Regions from separate parts of the Mus musculus genome. Here region 2 is linked to region 1. The links are chromatin contacts, called in public Hi-C maps. All regions are on one chromosome and are shown on one strand. Each heading gives the region's core, a stretch centred on a gene start, on an enhancer-like site or on the middle of the called end of the contact. The rest is flanking DNA. Distances are from core to core; before and after follow the strand shown. Region 1 holds the start of Tmem253 (transmembrane protein 253). Region 2 holds the start of Mmp14 (matrix metallopeptidase 14 (membrane-inserted)).

Region 1 (7,575 bases), core at 2,565-5,064:
CAAGGCAAGCCAGCCAGGCTGCGCTCTAGCCTCACTGGTACCTGGGCTTGCCTGAGCCCGGAGAAGCAGCATTCTCTAGGGAAAAGAAGCCTTCTCAAGTGGGAACAAAAATGAATGTGAGGCGAACACCCATCCCGGGCACTATGTGAATTTGGGGTGAGTTCTCTTAGGCCTAGTCAATCTCTACTTTTTAGCAGCTACTAAGCTGTCCCCCCTCTCCCCGGTGCTATTGGGATCCACCGTTTTCCTGGGCTTTCTCCGCTCCCCCAAACCAACCGAGTCTATCATCTTTGTACACTTGCAGAGGTCATAAGTGGTGTGGGCACAGTACAAAAAGAGCTTCAGCGACCGTACCGCTGCAGGGATCAAAGGCCCGCCGGGGGCGGCCGAAAGGCTGAGCCTGCGCAGTCCTGCTCCCGCCTTGGAAAGGGTGGCGGCCACGCGGGCTCGGTCCACCAGCGTGCTCGCTAGAGGCGGGAAAGTCTTAGGTCGGTACCCCCGCCTGCCCAGCCAGCCTGTCCTCTCCAGCTCCCGGCCCGGGGGGGAGGGGGCGAGGAGGGCCGGCGCCTCTGACTCATCATCTCCAACCCCCTTCTCGCGCGCGCTCCAAGTCTCAGGACTTTGAACCTGGGCACTCGCGCGAGGGGCGCGGCGGCAGCACCAGGGGAAGCGCGGCTTGGCCCGGCGCCGACCCCCAGCCTTTGTCAGTACCGGCAGCTGCGGGCACGAGGGCTAGAGACCCGCAGCCGGTGGCGGTGACCTGGCCGCGGTGGCGGCGCCTCTGTGCGCGACGGCCCTCCCGGCGCCTCCCCGCACGCGGGGCCAGTGGTCGCGTCCGAGGAAAACTCGGCTAGGCCTTGCTCCCAGCGCCTGGCGTCACTCAGCAGATGCACAGCGCCCCCGCCGCCGAGGGAAGGCTCTTTATTTTGCAGTAGGTCACGGGGTAGCGGGGCATCCTGGGATTTGTAGTCTCGGGTGAATTAGGCAGGACCCGGATCCAAGGGAGACCTGGAGCACAACCGACGCGGATTCTGGGTTGGCTGGTGCAGCAACCCGGCTTGGAGTGGATGGGATTGTGAAAGGTGAACAGTGAGAGGAGGCAGATGTGAAATGAAGCTGGATGGAGAGGCAGGGAGGAAGAAGTCGAAGAATGCAAGGGAGGAAGCTGCTTGACGAGGCGTGAGGTGAGGGAGGTCTCTAGTCCAGAAATTATCTCCCTCTAGTGGGGAAGAGAAGAGAAATGGGCCTGGGTTGAGGGGAAATTGAGGGCACTCTGGGCTTCAGGCACATTCTGGGGGAAGTCCAGTTATAGTCCAAGGGAGGTGCAAGACGCAGAAGTGCCTGGAGATGTCCCCCTTGGCGTAGGGGGACAGTGGCACCTGTCTTGCCCACTCACTCATCCGTCCTATTTCCTGTGCTAGCCACCACGGGACCATTCTCCAAACCAGAAACCTCCTCCATCTCAGAGAGGCCCTGAAAACAGATGCGAGCAAATTTTGGGGTCAACCAAGGGGAAACCCCGGGTAGAAGCAACCCCCTTCCAGTTTTTCCAGTCTTTCCAATAGTACATTATGGCAGCTTCCTAACGTTTATGCACGCGTGTAGCTCCAGTCATTAAATACCCAATTCTTTCACAAACATCATTAGGGAACTAACGTCCAATGCCAGAAAGCCAATCAGTTTCAGCCCTTCACTTCCCTACGGCCCTACTATGTGCTCTTAAGCCTACAGACAAGGACAGCCAGATTAAAAGTTAGCTGGAAGCTGGCTGCTTCATGCTTTCCTCCCTGTACCCCCTACCTCCTGTAGCTCCCGGTACTGCAGCCTTGACCTCTTGAAGTATCCAGGCTTCCTCTGGCTCAGCAAGAACAGGGCATATGTGGAGACCAGCACTCCCGCTAGGGTGAAGGCCTCCGCGCTCAGCTCCAGCACCAGCAACCCTGTCGACTGCAGGTCGTAGGGTGAGGATGCTTTTGTGGGTATAGCCCCTGTTTTCTTCTGCCCTTCCGCCTTCATTTACCAGTACCTGGGAGGAGTCCATAGAGGCAGTTCCCAAGGCTGTCTTCATCACCTCTATCACCACCGCAACGAAGCCCAAGATCAGGTTGAAGGTGTTGGATATCATCATGGCCCGCACCTACCAGTGAGCCAGCTCAGCCCTGACCAGCTTGGGAGACTCACTGCAAACTCAAACTCCACCTACGACCTAGCTGAAAACAAAACTCAGGCACAGGACTAGTGGAGGCCTGTAATCCCCGACACTTGGGAGGCTGAGGCAGGAGGATCAAAAGGTCAAGACCTGATTGAGCTACAGGATATGTTCAAGACCATCCTGAGTAACTTATGGGGGTGGGGGCTGAGGCTTTAGCCCAGGGCTAGTGTTTGCCTACTGCGCATGTGTTTCTGGGTTCAGTCTCACACACACACACACACACACACACACACACACACACACACACACACACCAAACAAGCAACTAACAAATGTCTGCTCCTATTTCCCTACTTTCAAACAGGATGGTTAGCTTTCTGACATTCTTACTTAATTGCTTCAGTCAGGGACAGACACCTGAGAGGATAAATCCCTTTTTTGGTTGAGGTGTGTGTGTGTGTGTGTGTGTGTGTGTGCACTGGGAGAATGGGAGGAGGCCTCTATTCTCTTGTCTCACCTTCCAGATGCAAGGTGCTCTTCGGAGTTCAAGGGTGATAATGCCAGTGAGGAGGCCCTAAATGGTTAGAAGGGCAAACTGTGAACTCTAGCTTTGTTAGAGAGGCCCCCCCCCAACCTTTCTCTCACCCTCCCTATGGTGGGTCTTACCGAGGCTCCGGGCCAAAGTGGCAGTGCTGTGACCAGGTGACAGGCAGAGGTCAAGCAGGAAACTGAGATAGTAAAGGGGACCATAGCTATTGCCAGCCACACTTGGCTCACCTGGAAGCCAGACAGGGCAGTTAGAGGGGACTACTGGGGACTTTTCCCTCTGCACAGTATTTTCCTCGTTTAGATATCATTAGTTAGGATAAATGCTTAGTAAAGTACCTGTGCGAAGGCAGACTAAAAATTGAGATTTTTTTTTTTTTGGTTTTTCGAGACAGGGTTTCTCTGTGTAACCCTGGCTGTCCTGGAATTCACTTTGTAGACCAGGCTGGCCTCGAACTCAGAAATCCGCCTGCCTCTGTCTCCTGAGTGCTGGGATTAAAGGCGTGCGCCACCACACCCAGCTAAAAAGTGAGATCAGAAATGAGATGCCCCTTTGTTCTTTCTGTCTCATTTTATAGTTCGCTTACCTTCATGTTTTCCCCAAAGGTAAAGGCAAGCTACTTGGAAATGAAGGGTTTTGCTTTGTTAATTTGTACATTTCTTTCTTCCCCCCACCCCCAGTCCCCAGCACAGTTTCTGGTGCATGGTTTGTGCTCACTGAACATGAGTGGAATTGAACTGTGTACAGTCAGCGAAAACCTGAAGCGGGGCAACCTGGCCTCACCGCCAGCACCAGTAGGCGTCCACTTTGCTTGTGTCTTGCCCAGTGCTGTAGCTTTTCCAGGCGAACGCTGGGTCTCTCCTGTCTTGGCTGATTAGCATTTTGATCCATTGCTCGCTTGACTGTAAGAGTGGTATTTCCTAGGCTGCAAAAAATTCATTATGGGGCTTTTCAGGAAATGGGAACACACAACATCTCTTTCATTGACCCCTCTGCCCACTCCTAATTCAGGGTTGAGGCCCAGAAACCTTACACCTACCTGAAGCGGTCACTCCAATGGGTTGCAACTCCGCTGGGTCACAGTACTCCTTAGGGGCCTGGTAGCTCAGAGCAGACAGTCTTTTCCTGGCACATAGTCTGTCAGAGAGCTGAGGTGTGGTGGGGCAAAGGTCACTATGAGGGCCTAAAGATTCAGGGAGTGGCCTTCCTAGACAGGAGCCTCAGCTCACTCCACTGGCCGGCCACCCAGCCTGCCTCAGTAGTCCCCCTTTATTGCCCTCTTTCTGCCCTTCCTCAGGGTTCACTTACTTCATCGCTCTGGACAAAATCGTCCTAGACCTCAGTCTCCCTTATTTCCATTCAGTCTTTGTTCTTTGGCTTCCTCCTCAAGTTACTCATTCTGCCCTAGTGAGAGTCTGTGTTACTGTCTGGATTGCTCCACTGGGAACCCTGTTCCCAGACCAGTTTTCATCCCCGCTCCCCTGGTTTCTCTGGGCAGTTTCTTTTCCTCACTTTTTTCTAAGGGTGACACTAAGGATCCATCCCAGGGTTTTGACTAGTTGATTAAAGGGAGGGAAAGCCTTGTACACTGGGGATTGTTTCTGACCCAGTGAAGACCCGGTACCTAGGTGCTGGTTTGGAAAAGATCTATACCAACAATATTTTTGCATTACAAAGGTCTCCAAAGGCCTGGGCTAGAATCGCAGTTCTGTCACCCTTTCAGGACCGTGACCTTGGCTACATTATTTTACCTAATTGAACTCCACTTCATTCCCTGATAATCAGAACTAACTACAATCTCCCCCTCCCCCAAAGGGAAGTTGATTCCTGGGTGGGTAGGGCGCCATTAATGGTGCTGAGAAGGTCATGTACAGATGTGATTGCTGTATGTGATTGCTGTACATATTACCACAGGGCTTGCCCAGAAGCTAAGGTGAGAACATTTATTTCCACATTTAAGAAAGAGAGCCAGCTGGCCTGAATGTATACCTTACCGAGCTAGTACAGGAAAGAGCCTGAGGTCTCGAGATGATACTCCCTGTGCCTGGGTCCCTGGTCTATCTGGCTGACCTCAGTCAAGTTGCTTAATCTGTTTCCTTATCTGTAAAAAGGAAATGAACAATACCAATCTCAAGGGGTTGCCTTGAGCATGAAGAGAAAATGCATAGGAATTAGCTTAGCCCGGTACACACCACAGAAGGAGGTGGCTATTATTTATAACCACCATAAATAAAAGAAACTGAGCCAGAAGATCCCAGGGAGCGGAGGCCCAGGAGGAAGGGGGAGAAAACTAGCTTTCCTCATGAGCCACTTCTGCCCTACTGCCCAGCCAACACCACTGGAGCACTGTATCCATGCTGATTTCCTGGGCACTGGGGACCCAAGTTTAAAGGGAACCAGACAAATTGTGCCTAGTTCCTGTCTTTTCAATCACCAAGAGAGTCGATTTTATTTAATGGCAAGGTTGAGATAGAGGCCTTACGATGTCCCTGAATTTGCAGGTCAGTGGAAGGAGAGAACCTACTTTTTCTGTAAATGGAGGTTATATGAGAGAGGATTACTGGAAAGATCTCATGCTGCTAAATACGTGAACAATCATCGAGTAAATATTGACTAAATCTGAGTATGCCACTTAGGAGTGTGCAACTACTGTTTGGGCTATAATCGTGCCGAGAGAAAGTAACACATCCCCTTCTCTCTGCATACCCCCAGTGTCGAGCACAGCGCCGGGTGCTTGGTAAGCACTCAGTAAATATTGTTGCATTGAAGAGCCATTAAAGTGTCTTAAAGAACGGAAAATAGAATTCGTGAAGCAGGAGCGAGAAGTGTTTATCAAGACCGGCAAAGGCGGAAGAGTAACTTTAATAATGTTTCTTGTACGGCAGACATTAACTATCTCTATAATCGCCCCTCCTCCTCTCCCAAAAGAGAGACAAATTGTAAGGGAGAGGCTTTGAGATAAAACCCCAGGAAGAACTTCCCGAGCCTGTGCATGTTGGGGCAGAAGCAGCGGCAGAGCCAACTCCTTCCCTGGTATGTCCGGGTCTAGGGTGGGAGGGGCAGCCTGCTTGGAGGCTGGGGGAAGGACAAGATGACCTTTCACAATCTCCTCCAGTCCCCTCGAGGAACGGTCTGCGCGCCCCACCCCCGCCCCCTCCTCCTCGCGCGACGCCCCGGGCCCCCCCAAGGCCCGCACCCCCTGGCGGCCGCCTCTTGCCGCTCCGGGGGTCCCCCGGCCCCGGAGCCCGAGCGCGCTGCCGGCCGCGCCGCCCCCCGCATGCTAATGGCCCGGCCGCCTCCCGCCGCACACAATGCGGGCCGGGCCGGGGGCGGAGGGCCGGGGAGGGGCGGGGGCCGGGCCGGGGGCGGGGGGGCCGGGGCCCGGCGCATCTCCCCCGGCCCCACGTAACGCTGACGCCCGCGCCGCCGGCCCGCCGCCGCCGCCGCCCGCGCCGCCGCCCGCCCGCCGGGGCTCGTGAGTAGCCGCTCCCCCCGCGCCCCCCCGCCGCCGCCCTCCCCGCCCCTCCCGGAGGGGGCGCGCGCGGAGCAGGTGCAGGGGGCGGGGGCGGGGGAGGGGCGCCGCGCGGCCCCGGCAAACTTCGCCCGCCGCTTCGGGGGGCGGGGTGGGGGCGGCGGGGCCGGCGTGAGAGTTGGGGTGGGGGGTCCGAGGAGGGGGCCAGGTGGGGGAGCCGGGAGCCCCGCACGGAGGGGAGGGCCGCGGCGCGGGGCGGGGGCGCGCGGCTTTGTAGGGACCGTGAGGCCGGGCGCCGCGGCCTGGGGTGCAGGGGGCCTGGGGGTGCGCGGTGGGAGAGCCGTGAGCACAGTGGAGGTGCGCCCCAGCCCAGGTGCAGCGGGTGGGGGTGGGGGGAAGGAGCCCTAACTCTCGGGGACCGGCAGGGCACGGGGCGGGGGAGGGGAGAGGATGGGGGTGCTTCTCTCTGTGTCCCAAACAAAGTGTCACAAAGAGCTCGGCCGGCGGCAGCCGCGGAGGCGGCTGTAACTCCGCTTTTGTTCTCCTGGCCCGGGGTAGCTGAGCTCTGGCCTCCCTATCTCCCAACCCTGCCCCCATTCTCCTCCTGGTTTATTTTCCACGGGTGGAGTGTGAGGTGTGCTGGTGGAGTCTCTCGTGTGAGATCACAGGTCCTGCTCTGCTTGCGTACCAGTTTTTGAGAGGGGTATTTTCCCAGATCATCTCCTACCCACCTCTCAGCCTGAGAACTGAGGCTCATACAGGCACTAACACTGACTTTTTAGGGCCAGCTCTAGTTAAAGAGACTTAAGGCTGTATACATGTCCTCCTTACTCCCCAATCCCAGGCTCCTCAGAACTTTCAGAATGGGGTCAAGTTAGGACATGCTAGAACATGGGTCTAGGATAAGATTGTGTGTGTGTGTGTGTGTGTGTGTGTGTGTGTGTGTGTATTGTACCTCCCTCTCACCTCTTCATAGTTACTATGGGAGCCAATAACTGAAATTTCATGCTGTTCCCCCCCGCACCCCTCCCCCCCCAGTCCTTTCCCCAAGAACTCATTTTAAAAGGTGTCCAGGTTCAGTGTAATGTGGATTTGAAACAGCTCTCAGAGCATCCAGGTTCAGAGAGCCATGGAGAGACCTTACAAGTGAGTTGTTCTCTTGTGTGTGTTCTCCAGGTGGTCTTGACTCTGGACTATCTAATAAGCCCCCTTTCCATTTACTCTCATCTAGCACTGGGGTTCGTATTTGTTAGCTGATTTAGGAGAGGGGAGATTGCCGACGAGAGGGGGAAAGAAATCATATGTTGGGGATGGCCAGAGACAGAGGCCTAATTACTGCTAGGCCCCAGAGACTCTGATCTTTTTTACTGAATACTTGACCTTAAAAATCTTCGAATCACAAGAT
Region 2 (6,736 bases), core at 2,129-4,628, 2.4 Mb before region 1:
CAGAATGGTACAGTGGGGGTGAGGGAGCCTGAACAGGGTGAAGGAGTTTCCGGGACGGAAAGTACCACACTTCTAGGACCCTCACAGCAGAAATATTTTTAAGGAGGGCAGAAAATGAGTCAGGGGTAATGATGATGATGATAGGGAAGCTGTGCTCTTTAGGGTGGTAGCGAATCAACCATAATCCTAAGTAAATACTCTATGACTTAGGAATCTAGGCTTGGAGAGCCAAGCAAGCCATGTTATGTATAGACAATGAGGATGCCTGGATTCTTGTTGGGAGACACGATCCTGATAGCTCTGGTCCTATTTCAGTTTTACCCTTCTTAAGGAGTCCACAAGGGATTTCACACTGTCTAGAATGAGCATTCGGAAGGGAAATGGTAAAAGCTGCCTTGGAGCCCTCATCGCCTGCCTGCCCATGATCATTAGGATGGATCTATGGATCCATATGATGCTCTTCTCCTTCAGACTTAGGCACCCGTGGTGGAGCAGCGCTCTTGTGTGGGGTCTGGGGGTGATTCAGGAGCAGCTGACTTAGGACCTGAGCCCAAAAGGGCAGGAATTGCAACACAGTTCCAGGAAGTGATTCCCTTATGCTGACAAGAGTTAGGGCTCGAGTTGTAAACAACCCAGCCTTTCCCCAGCCAATGAGGTTGGCCAAACAAGCCTAGCATCACCTGTATCTCTGAGCCCTCCTCCGGGGTACAGGATTTTAACCTCTTGTGTGTCAGAGAGGCCTAGCGGGGTGTGTAACTCCAGAGTTGTTCCCACCGATCTGAAGGCTTGCCCTGACCTGTGCTGTGGCCTGTGCCAAGTATGCAGGAAACTCCCTTTGCTCCCAGCCTCACCTGTAGGCTCTGACCCCGGCTGGGCTATCAGCTGCTTCGGGCTTGGGGATAGGGGAGAGTGGGAGTGGCCGGCTTCCCCCCACCCAAGCTGAAACTCAGGAGTGAAACCAGGTCCACAACCCTCAGCAGATGAGGAACCGCTCTTAGAATATTCCGGAGAAGGGAGGCTGGCGGGAGAGACAGGAGTTCCGGATAAATCCCTGTCCTATGAGCCTTTCGAGATGCAGGCAAGTCTAAATAAGCACACTCATAAACCCGGCCCCAGTACCCCGTGGAGCAAAATGGATGCTTTGTCAGGAAAAGGACTCCCCGGAAGAGTATCACAAAGCCAGGAAAGAAACTGTCCCCATCATTTTCTTCCTCTCCCGGACTGGGCAAGTTTCTTTCTCCATCTCTGAGCCAGGCAAAACCACAGACTATGAAACTGGAACCACAGGAGAGGACTCTGGTGTCTGCGGCTGAGTGGGGGAAGGGACAAGCACCAGACACACCAACTGGGAGGAGAGGGCTGTCCTGGAGCTGTGGAGGCTCGGTGAAAGGGATCTAGCTGCCTCAGAACCCCTCTCCCTTCAGCTTGGCCGGAAGACAGAGCAACTCTGGTGGGTGGCAGGACCCGGTTGGCTGGCATTGTCTTGATCAATAACCGCAGGGTATTCCCTATGAGAAAGTCAAGGAACATCTCCCACTTTCGGAGGCTGAGAGGGTGGGGGCTCTCCAGCTCAACATCAAGTCTTGGATCCTGGCCTCTGGATCGGTCCCGCCCTACTTCCCACCCTACTGTGTGCCAGAAGCAAATGGTGGTTCTGGCTCTGGGAGGACCATGACCCACTTAGAGCAGAGCCAGGGCTGCCGCGCCTCCCCTAGGGCACCTACTGGAGGCTGGGGAGGGAAAAAAAGACGTTGGCAGTGGGCAGTTTTCCAGAGGCTCCTTTTGTTAGGCACTCTCTGGGGCTAAGATGGTAGCTTTAGGCCTGGGAAAGGAGCCTGCCTCCTCTCTCTGACAATTGGGTTTGGTTTCCAGTCTCAGGGAGGATTTTACTCTTTCCAGTTTCCATGCACAACTGTGGCCCGACTCCTAGGGCTACACTTGGCCTTTCAGCTCCAGGTCTCTTCAGTGATACAGGCAGCATGTGCCCAGGAGAGGTTCATTCTGAGGGTGCGCCCCGGCCTGGGCCCAGAGAAGAGGGAGTCAAATCCAGACCGTATCCTTCATTTGGGCCCTTCCCAGCCCTTCCCTACCACACCCAGGTCCTCACCAGGCTGAGTGGGTTGGGATGGCCCAAAATAAGAAGCTGATTAAATCCGTCTCCCACCTTCACCCCAAAATAAGAGAGGGAGGGAAAACTTCCTCGGACTACTCCCATGCCGCTTCCTTCAGGACCGGGGTGGGCTATGGTCACGGAAGAGTTAGGGATGGGGGTGGGGGCGCCAGAGTCAGTTGGGACACTCAGGGGAGACCCAGGCCAACCCTCAACTAACTCACCGAGCGAGCGACTCCCCCTAGTCTCCCCGCGATCAATGCAGAAAAATAATTATCAACAACAAAAAGGCCCCCCAAGGCGCCGGTAGGGGTGTGGAGGACGAGGGAGGAGGTGGCCAGGCTGAGCCCCGCTGCTCACAAGAAGAGCTTTGTGTGCGCGGAAGTTCGGCCCGCCGCGATCCTCGACGCCCGGGCCAGCGGCCCGCACCGAGGGCGGTCCAGGGGAGGCGGGTACAGCTTGGGCGCCCCCGACGCCCCCACTTGGTACGGATGCGTCCGTGCAGGGCCTCGGGCACCTGAGCGCTGCCAAACTGAAGGAACAACTCGCGTGTGACACCGGCCCGGACGGCGCGGAGTCCAGTGTCTCTGAGGCTCCCGCCTTGTGCCACAGTGCGCGCAGAGCTTGGAAAAGCGAGGCCCGGGCCCCGCTGCAGAGTTCTTCCAGGGAAGGGAGGAATGGGAAAGAGTCGGTGGCGGCGGAAGGGGGGTTGTTGGAGGCAGGCAAAAGTTGGATCAACTTGCAAGTTTGCAGATGAGGGGAGAAAAAGAAAGGCTGGCGCAGCAGAGCCCCCCCAGAGCCCATCTCTCAGCGGGGGCTGTCCCCTTGGAGACCCCCGGGCTCGCCTACCCGGCGGGCGAAACTCCGGGAAGGGCCGGAGGAGCTCACTTACTTCGGGGCTGAAGTTGCTGCCTTGGGCCCAGCCGAGGGAGGCGAGCGCCGTGCCAAGCGTGAGCAGGGGGAGCAGGAGGCTGCGGGAGGGTCGAGGGGCGGGAGACATGGTCCCCGGCGTCGGGGCGCCGGGCGGTGCGGGCTCCGCGGCGGGGCCCACGCCCTGGGGTCGCGCCGCCTCTCTTGGGGCGCCTTTGTCTTCTAAAGGAACGGAATGTGGATTCCTAGAGCGCGGTCGGCTTGGAGGTGAGGGAATTGCTCCTGGAAATGTCTGTTTGCTCTTCTCTTTTCCGTTTTTTGATCTTTCTTCTGCTTAGTCGGCGAACTGAGTTGGAAGCCCTCTCTGCTCTCCTTTGGTCCCTCCCTTCTCCCACAGCCTCTCCTCCGCCCCCGCCCCAATGCCCTCCTTTTTCGGTGGGGACGTGGTGTTTCAGCTCGAATCCAATTACAGCAGGAGAGAAGGGGAAAAAAAAGTTTGTCTTTTCTGTGGTGCAGGCTGCCATCTGCAGGGGTTGAGGCCGCAGCCGGCAACTAACTAGGAGCCTGGGTGTCCCAGGGGACGGGATGCGGAAGACTTTCTCTTCCTAAGCATTTTTTGGGTGGCCTGATTCCCGTAGTATTCAGCATGTCTCACTTGAGAGTGTTTAAGTATTGGGAAGCCCGATGGCTAGGAATGGTGGAGACATGAAGTCTAACTTGCGAGTGAGGAAGGTTGGGAGAAGGGACATTTACTAACAAGAGGGTTGTATGCTGAGACCTGTGGACAGCCTCCTTCTCCTCCTCTTGCCCCAAAGTTAAGACTGTAACAAAAGCCACATGCCCAACAGCCACCGCAATTACTTTGAATTGGGGGACCGACCCCTTTATTAATGGCTTTTACAATCTGGCTGTTCTATTAAGTGTGAACTGCCTGGGTAGGAAAGGGCTTCAAGGTCACAGGATCGGGGGAAGCCCGATGGATAGAAGTGGTGAAATTTGTTGGAAGAGGAAGGAATGGGAGGTAGGGTTTTGGAGTTTCCTTTAGTCTTTACAGTGGAGACAGTTCCTTCGAGCGCGCAGCTTCCGTGATGGCTGGGCAGGGAGAACAAAAGGAGAGGCAGACAGGGGAGAGGGAGGCCAGGCTGCGCTGGCTCTCCGAGAGGGAGACAGATAAGAGGTTGACAACTAGATATGGAAACACACCAGCAGTGGGACAGAGGCAGGAAAAGTGTGGGAGACAGAAAACTCGACCATCAGCGAAATGTAAGATCCAAGAATTGCATTTGGTCAGCGAGAGGAAGGCAGTGGGGAGAGGGAAGGAAAGCAAGCAAGGGAAGCGGTAAGGGAAGGGGGCAGGAATAAAGCCAGGTAGGAAGCTGCAGAGATCCACAGCTGCCAGCTTTGTGGTGGATGATGGGAGCCAAACACGGAGCACTGGAACGGGAACAAAGGTCCTTGCCTCCAGAATCCAAGGGAGGCTCACGATCAATACAATGAATGGTTGCTAGGTCATGGGCAGCGACCTTGTGTGTGGGGGTGGGGAAGCAAGGACCCTCTTTAACCTCTGGAACTTAAGTCTGATTATTACTCCTTCAGCAGAAGACCCCGAGTTTAATCCTTCCTATATCTGCCTTACAGTGTGAGTGTCTCCTGGACCATGTACCCAGATACTAGCTGCTTGTTAAGAAAGGGACTTCTAACAGGTATGGTGGCACATGGCTTTAAATCCAGACAGAGGTGGGAGGATCTTTGTGATTGCCAGACAACTTGGTCTACCTGGCCAGTTTCAGGACAGCCAGTGCTACCGTGAGACCATGTCTTAAAAAGGAAAAAGATCCTCAGGTGGAAAGACCTTTTCAAGAAAACATTAAATGCCAACTGTATGCATCTGAGCTGTGCATGGTCTCTTAGTGACAAGAGTATGAGGGTGAACCAGGGAAACTGCTGCTGCCCCTTTCTTCTCTCACAAAGCAGTTGCTTGTGGTTGATTAAAAATCCCAAGCAGGCCAAGTGATAGGTGGTGGTGTGCTTAGCTTTTGTTAAGGCTCTGGGCACGTTCTTCAGCACTAGGGGCAAAATGATCCCAGAGCAAGATCTGGCTGAACTGGAATGGGGAGGACTAAGGGCACTGGGCCAAGCCTGGCAGGCAGTGATTTTAAGGTCTTTTGCTATCAATACAAGTGGTGGGGAAAATGACTTGATAAAGCATTCAGACTATAGAAAAGAAAGCCAGAGAGAGTCTGGGAAAGTGGGGCAGGAGCTGCTTTTTATTGATTCGGAAGTGGGCTTCTCAGTAAAGTCCCTTTAGGTTTGAGATCATGTTCCTTCTTCCTTTCTTCCTGCAATTTCTGCTGCCTGAGCTTCCATGCCTGTATTCCAGCATCCATTTCCTGTGTCAGCAGTACAACTCGTCTCTGAAACAGACAGGAAGAGAGTAGGTGACATCTGGGGCTCAGGCATATGTACCACTGAGCAGGTCTCCCCCTCCCCCCCCAAAGCCAAGTGTTCAGCTGGATACTGATGCATCACGCTGACGGTGTGAAGCTGAGGAAGGTCAGCTGTTGGTTTCTGCAGAGTGCCCCGCTCCAGTCTTCCCTTCTCAGTCGTAGTAAAACATCAGCTTGGCCAGGTAGGGGGATACATCCTTTGATCCTAGTACTTGGGAGGTGAAGGCAGGCCCATCTCTTGTGAGTTTGAGGCTGGCCTGGTCTACATGCCTCATCGAAAGAAAGAAAAGGGACTGGAGAGATGGCTCAGAGGTTAAGAGCACTGATTGCTCTTCCAGAGGTCCTGAGTTCAAATCCCAGCAACCACACGGTGGCTCACAACCATCTGTAATGGGGTCTGATGCCCTCTTCTGGTGTGTGTCTGAAGACAGCTACATTGTACTCATATAAATAAAAATAAATAAATCTTTAAAAAGATAAGTTAGTTGGGTGTAAGGACTGGAGAAATGGCTGCTGCTGGTGTGCCTGCCTAGCAGGCAGGAAGCCCTGGATTTTATCCCATGCACTGCCAAACAGTAGCTCAAGTACAACACAACTTAAAACAGATTCTAATTTATGGGGCTGTAGAGATGGCTCTCTGCTCTTGCAAGGGACAAGGGTTCAACTCCCAGTAGCCACCCCAGAGCTCACAACCATCTGTAATTCCAGTTCCAGAGGATCTGACACCCTCCTCTGACCACTACAGGTACCACGAACACATATGATGAACATACATTGATACAGGCAAAACACATGTATATAAAGTAAAAATCAATCTTAAAGAAAATGAAGATAAATGATGATTTAAATTTTCCTCCTCCAGTCATAAACACAGCCTTTGGCAGAGTCCCAGCTACTCACTGCAAGCTTCTCCCTTTGAGCTTTTCTTCGAAGTTGGCCTTTCATTGGGGGTGCAGGGCGGCCATCTACAGACAAAAGTAAACAAAAGGCATAGTGTTAAATGTGGTCTGGGGATCCTGTCCAAACACTGGTGTGATAGGGATTGGAGAAGAGTAAGCCCCTAGCTCCACTTTTCCAGGTCACCCTGACTATGGTTGGTTGGGTGGATGCTGGCGTGCGTGAGGCTGTAGGTTCAGGGCCCAGTTCTGCTCATCAAAAACAATACTGAGGAGGATCCCAGTTCACAACCACAACTAAAACTCACCTAGCCTCAGAGGTGAGGTCCAACAGAATCACGAAATGACTTCATAGGCACGCTCTTCCTATCATTTAACCCTGTCATTAGCATGGACCTAGGGCCGTCTGCCAA

The links. A called contact is a pair of places that touch in the nucleus more often than the background predicts.
Region 2: a Hi-C map of muscle stem cells shows a contact between it and region 1, with 4 times the contacts expected there. The contact joins the promoter of Mmp14 here to the promoter of Tmem253 in region 1.

What each region holds. Positions count from the first base shown.
Region 1 is chr14:52,013,104-52,020,678 of GRCm38.p6, reverse strand. Tmem253 (transmembrane protein 253) reads right to left here and starts at 3,814. Exons shown (of 7, transcript NM_001033805.3): 1 at 3,738-3,814; 2 at 3,482-3,623; 3 at 2,818-2,928; 4 at 2,669-2,725; 5 at 2,027-2,137; 6 at 1,801-1,947; 7 at 892-1,473. The coding sequence starts at 3,589. The coding sequence ends at 1,393. It overlaps Zfp219 (zinc finger protein 219), which reads left to right. Exons shown (of 5, transcript NM_027248.2): 1 at 1-156.
Region 2 is chr14:54,428,240-54,434,975 of GRCm38.p6, reverse strand. It overlaps Mmp14 (matrix metallopeptidase 14 (membrane-inserted)), which reads right to left and starts at 3,378. Exons shown (of 10, transcript NM_008608.4): 1 at 3,003-3,378. The coding sequence starts at 3,110. It overlaps Mrpl52 (mitochondrial ribosomal protein L52), which reads right to left. Exons shown (of 5, transcript NM_026851.2): 4 at 6,328-6,392; 5 at 5,226-5,394. The coding sequence ends at 5,248.